Linked DNA regions of Arabidopsis thaliana: region 1 is linked to region 2. The links are chromatin contacts, called in public targeted proximity ligation maps. All regions are on one chromosome and are shown on one strand. The core of a region is the stretch at or near the end of the contact, and the rest is flanking DNA. Distances in the headings are between cores, read along the strand shown. Region 1 holds the start of LOX4 (PLAT/LH2 domain-containing lipoxygenase family protein). Region 2 holds the start of AT1G72430 (SAUR-like auxin-responsive protein family).

Evidence for each region.
Region 1: a contact with region 2 is called in a targeted proximity ligation map of shoot, with 10 read pairs. A contact is called at or near these places in 2 of 26 Hi-C or Micro-C datasets (callus and root) and 1 of 2 datasets of targeted methods (shoot).

The regions. Positions count from the first base shown.
Region 1 is chr1:27,307,066-27,309,976 of TAIR10.1, forward strand. LOX4 (PLAT/LH2 domain-containing lipoxygenase family protein) reads left to right here and starts at 1,448. Exons shown (of 6, transcript NM_105911.5): 1 at 1,448-1,954; 2 at 2,086-2,366; 3 at 2,549-2,911. The coding sequence starts at 1,546.
Region 2 is chr1:27,264,425-27,267,124 of TAIR10.1, forward strand. It overlaps AT1G72430 (SAUR-like auxin-responsive protein family), which reads right to left and starts at 1,382. Exons shown (of 1, transcript NM_105902.4): 1 at 178-1,382. The coding sequence starts at 1,085. The coding sequence ends at 726.

The sequences.
Region 1 (2,911 bases), core at 198-2,697, 43 kb after region 2:
GTGAAGATTGATTAAACCTTTAATTTGTGAATTAAGTTATGCATAGATACAGAACATTGCATATTTGATTTGCATACTTGATATGGAAGAATTTCTTACAAGAATCAGATACCTTGATAACTTTTAAAATAAGACGAAATATTAATCAGAGAAAAAACGAGATATATATGAAAACAAACTGAAAGGTTTTTGGACATTTGAAACGTCATCTTGTATGCATGAATGTATATCATCTTAGTTTTATGATTTATGACGATGGGTACATCACGAATATAACTTTGGGTTCTGATTAGTGTTTGCATTATATAACATCTTAATACAATTTTTTTGTTTTAAACTTGAAAGGGATAATATATTAAATAAAAGGGGATCTAGATATTATTGATTCGGAGAAAATTATAAAGTAAAATGGATTAATAACACAATTTACAAAAACATTAATTGTATATACTTAACCAAACGGTAAATCTACCGTATAATTGATCTGATTGATGATATCATCTCATAAATCAACCCACATGTTATGTGTAAATATAACTTATTGATTTCTACAAGAAAAAAAAAACAATAATCGATTTCGAAACAAGCTTTTTCTTATGAAAAAATTCATGTGATTTAACTGATTATACTGATAGCACTATCCGACATGATCATCTTTCTTTGACGATCACAAGATATAATCACCATTTCCGGTTACTTTTAAAATTATTTTAAAGTTTTATTCGTAGATATCAAATGGACTGTTTTATTAAACTATCACACAAACCGATCTTCAATATCCGATGTTCGAATTATAGATTTACTTCACTTGTGGTGTTTTTTTTATATATATTATAAAGTAAAAGGCAATGTCAACTTTATTAGACGATAACGGGATATGATCACCATTTCCGGAAAGATCAGGGGTAATATTTGTCATTCAACAATCAAACGAGAATCCGCGAGTCCATTATTTAACACTTTCTCGTTTGCTTCCTTAACGTTTTTAGACGCGTTCGTGTCTGACTCGGAACTCAGTTTGACTCAAACTAGAAGATTTTTTTTTCTTTTTTTTCGTAAAGACCTTTTTTTATTTTATTTTGGTTTGAAAAAAACTCTAAATCTTTTGCTAAAGCAAAATATATGGTGATGCAAGTCTTTCTTTTTTAGAAGGTAGCAATATTTCTTTTGTTTTGAGTAAAAGTGTTGGAAAGTTACCTTACGTAGTTACGTTGAACATTAAAGTGTCCGTATTATTCAGAAAATCTAACAACAAGTTTTGAAAAATTCGCGTTTTAATTTTTTTGTTAGCAAAGTTATAAAAATATGATTGACGAAAGAAAAACAAGTAACAACGAATATTCCAATTAAAAAAACGTGTGGACGGCGAAAAGCTCTCTTTCGGTCTTCCCTTTTGCTCTCTCTTTCTCAAGGCATATAAATAGCTGTCACCTGCCGATTATTATTTGTAATCAGAACGCAACCAAATAAAGAAAGCTCTCAAACTCAGTCTTGAAGCTTCAACTTTATATCTACCATATCATCAACTAACTAATTCTTTTTAAAATGGCTTTAGCTAATGAGATAATGGGTTCTCGTCTAATCTTCGAGAGATCATCATCACTTGCGTCTCCGTTTCATTCGCGTTTCTCCATCAAGAAGAAGACACAGAGAACACAGTTCTCCATCAACCCTTTTGATCCGAGACCTATGAGAGCCGTTAACTCAAGCGGCGTTGTAGCGGCCATCAGCGAGGATTTGGTTAAAACGCTGCGTATTAGCACTGTCGGTAGAAAACAAGAGAAGGAGGAAGAAGAGGAGAAGTCGGTGAAGTTTAAGGTGAGAGCAGTTGCGACGGTGAGGAACAAAAACAAAGAGGATTTTAAAGAAACTTTGGTTAAGCATTTGGATGCTTTTACTGATAAAATTGGTAGAAACGTTGTCTTGGAGCTTATGAGTACCCAAGTTGATCCAAGTAAGTCATTACTAATTTTCACTGTGGGTATTTTTAAGTCGTCTAATTTAACATGGGTTTGGGTCAAAGTTTTTTTATTTTTTTAACTTGGACTAATTTACCCAAATTTTTTGTCAAACTTTTTGTAACAGAAACGAATGAGCCAAAGAAGAGTAAAGCGGCAGTTTTGAAAGATTGGTCAAAGAAATCAAATTCAAAGGCGGAAAGAGTCCATTACACGGCCGAGTTCACGGTGGATTCAGCCTTTGGTTCTCCGGGAGCCATCACCGTGACCAACAAACACCAAAAAGAGTTCTTTCTTGAGAGCATCACCATCGAGGGTTTCGCATGTGGCCCTGTTCACTTCCCCTGCAACTCTTGGGTCCAATCTCAAAAAGACCATCCATCCAAACGAATTCTCTTCACTAATCAGGTAATTAATTAAATCTTGACTAAAGCATAAGCAAAATCACATTTAATGTGAATTTGTGAATATCATATAGTCATGTCATGGTGGGTCCAAATATCCAAGACTGGTCTTAATTAACAAATGTGACGTCCAACTACATATCTTGGATTGAAAAATTAACTGTTGTTGAAAATTTTCTTCCGCAGCCTTACTTGCCGAGCGAGACACCGTCCGGTCTAAGAACATTAAGGGAGAAAGAATTGGAGAATCTAAGAGGAAATGGTAAAGGAGAAAGAAAATTATCAGACAGAATCTACGATTATGATGTGTACAACGACATAGGAAATCCGGACATATCACGTGAACTAGCCCGTCCCACACTTGGTGGCCGTGAATTTCCTTACCCTAGACGCTGTCGAACCGGCCGGTCTTCAACCGACACCGATATGATGTCTGAGAGGCGGGTGGAGAAACCATTACCGATGTATGTGCCAAGAGATGAGCAGTTCGAGGAGTCTAAGCAGAACACTTTTGCTGCATGTAGACTTAAGGCGGTTTTACATAACCTT
Region 2 (2,700 bases), core at 132-2,631:
AGGAGAGTAGGGACATGAAATTGGGACCAGGTCACCAACGCGTCATGAGAGCGACCATTATTATTTCCTTAAAAGAAATTGCATACGTATTTTCTATTTTATACACACACAAAAATAGATTTGAAACTGACACCATACAAATGATACGCAAAAAAAAAAAAAAATGAATATCGATGATAGAAATCATTGCTAGTCATATTTTGTTTATATAAAGCAAAATAAATGAATTGGACTCATCATATTCAACCAACTTTTGTTTATCGAACATCATCAAAGGCCTTCTTTATTATGTCATGAGACTCATGACTCATATGAGAAAGATACGTTACGAAAATAGAAACAAAAGTTTACAAAACCGCCATAATAAAATAAATATAGAAACAAAACCTACCAGAAAACTTAGTTTGTTTTCTTGAAATCATTGCATTCTTTTTTTATGTATATTACAATTAATATAGGTACTGAAATACATTTTGAAGGAAAATATATATAAAGATTGTTGTTAGTAGAAATTTATTCTTGGTTGGTCTTAACAAAGTAAGAAAACTACATATGCTCATCATCATCATAAAATTGCTCAGAAAAACGGAAGCAAATGACATGGTTTACGAGATCACGTTTTGATCACACACCGCATCGAATGAAAATACAAATCAGCAACAACAAACAACAACAAAAAAGGTATATATTATACGAAATAAATGTATAAAATCAATCGGTCGATGTCAATAAGTATAGAACTCAGCCAATTCTTCAACGGATCCTCCTTCTTGACCAGACTTGAGCATCCACAGCAAGTGCTCGAACAAAACGACTTCACAAGCTACAACAATCTCACGATCTTGTTCGATGGATCTAGAAGAAGACCGATCCACGAGTTCTTGAAAGAGTGGGTGAGAGATGATGTCTGGTCTAAGCATGTAAGGTCTTCGAGTTTGACCAACGTAAACCACATGGAGATTGTTGTCTTCTGAGAGTTCGTCGGAAACAGCGGCTGAGGAGGTTGAGTGGTGGTGGTTCTTGGCGAAAGAAGGCCATTTCTTCATAGCCGACTTAAGCTTTGTCAGCTTCCCAACTTTGGCCATTGCTAACGAAATTGAACTTTTTTCTTGGGGTTGGAACAAGAGAGTTGTTGAAACTAGCTAGGGTTTAGGGTTTACGAGGAGATTTATATGTGTTGATGTGAGTGTGTGTGGGGATCAAAATATTGGAAGAAGAAGAGAGGAATGTTTGAGAGATGTTCTTGGGAGGAAATAACGAGGAAGGTTCGTGTATATATATTGAGTGAGATAGAGAGAGAACGTATAGGTGCATGACCCACCGATTGATGCATAACAGCTAAGAGAGATGAGGACATAAATGGCAAAACTAGTATCGTTTTTTGCCCATTGTTTTTTCTTTCTTTTTTGTTGTATCTTGTAATTATATATTGAGATTCGTAATAATTTTAATTTTGTAATAAATTTTGCCATATTCATTCATTTATTTTCATGTTACAAATTACACTTGCTGATAAGAAAAATATTGTAAAATTATGATAGATGGATGAGGGAATGATACGGTCTACGAAAAAACTGATAAATACGTTCTATTAAAAAAAACAGATATAACAAGTGATCATTACACCATTAATTTATTTGGCTAAATATATATATATATATATATCAATAAAAAATACATAATAAATAACATTTTATCTAATTTAACATAACAAAACTATTAAATTATTTGATACAATTTTTTTTCCTTTTTATATATATTTGATACTATATATACACACTATTTCTCTTACCTGTGACATTTTGTTTTGCCTACATAAATGTCAGACACCACAAATCCAGTTTTGGAAATGCTTGCTTGATAAACATTCATGTTTGTTGTATAATTTTTTTTTAAATTGTATTTTGTATATTATGATGTCTTATAGTATATAATAATTTGTAGATATATACATATACGTGCGGTGAGTAGAGATGTGTAGGCAACCTCTTATTGCGTGTTGTTGTCTAATGATCGGACAAAGAGCGATGTTTTTTAGATAACGATTACATCTTGTCCACAATTTTGTTCAATATTACCCGATAATGCTAATTTTTTGTCGTTCATATTATCATGTACTATAGAAAACAAGTATGGTCTTCATCTGTCGATTTACCTTCGATTTTCTTCATTTCATATTAAGAACATAAATTAGATATGAACATTCAAAAAGCATACTATAAAATTAAACTCGTAAACTCATATAATTTACACGGTAATTAGGTTTTATTGACGGATGCAAAAACTAACCACAAGCATATTATGCTCTTTTCGACAAGACACAGTCCTTTTATCTAGTGCAAATGCATAATCATAAATATTGCTCATTCTTTTCATAAAGTTAGTTTGGCATTTCCGAGAAATTAGGTGGAGAAGACCTTACCTTACCGTCTGTCTTTTATCGAACAAAAAAAGTTGTGGATGGTAAGCTAATCATTTAAGGAATTTTTAGATACTTCTTTTTTATAAATGGTCGAACATATAGTACTTGTTTATAGCAAAAGAAATAAAATAGTAATATAGTACTCTCTCATCATTAAACATTAGATAACTATCTTTATCTTAATGTACTTATGTAGCTAGTAAAACATCAAACCAGACCTACAATTTGATCAAGAGTGAAATATTTTATTTTTGAATAGTGAAGATCTTAGAGAATTT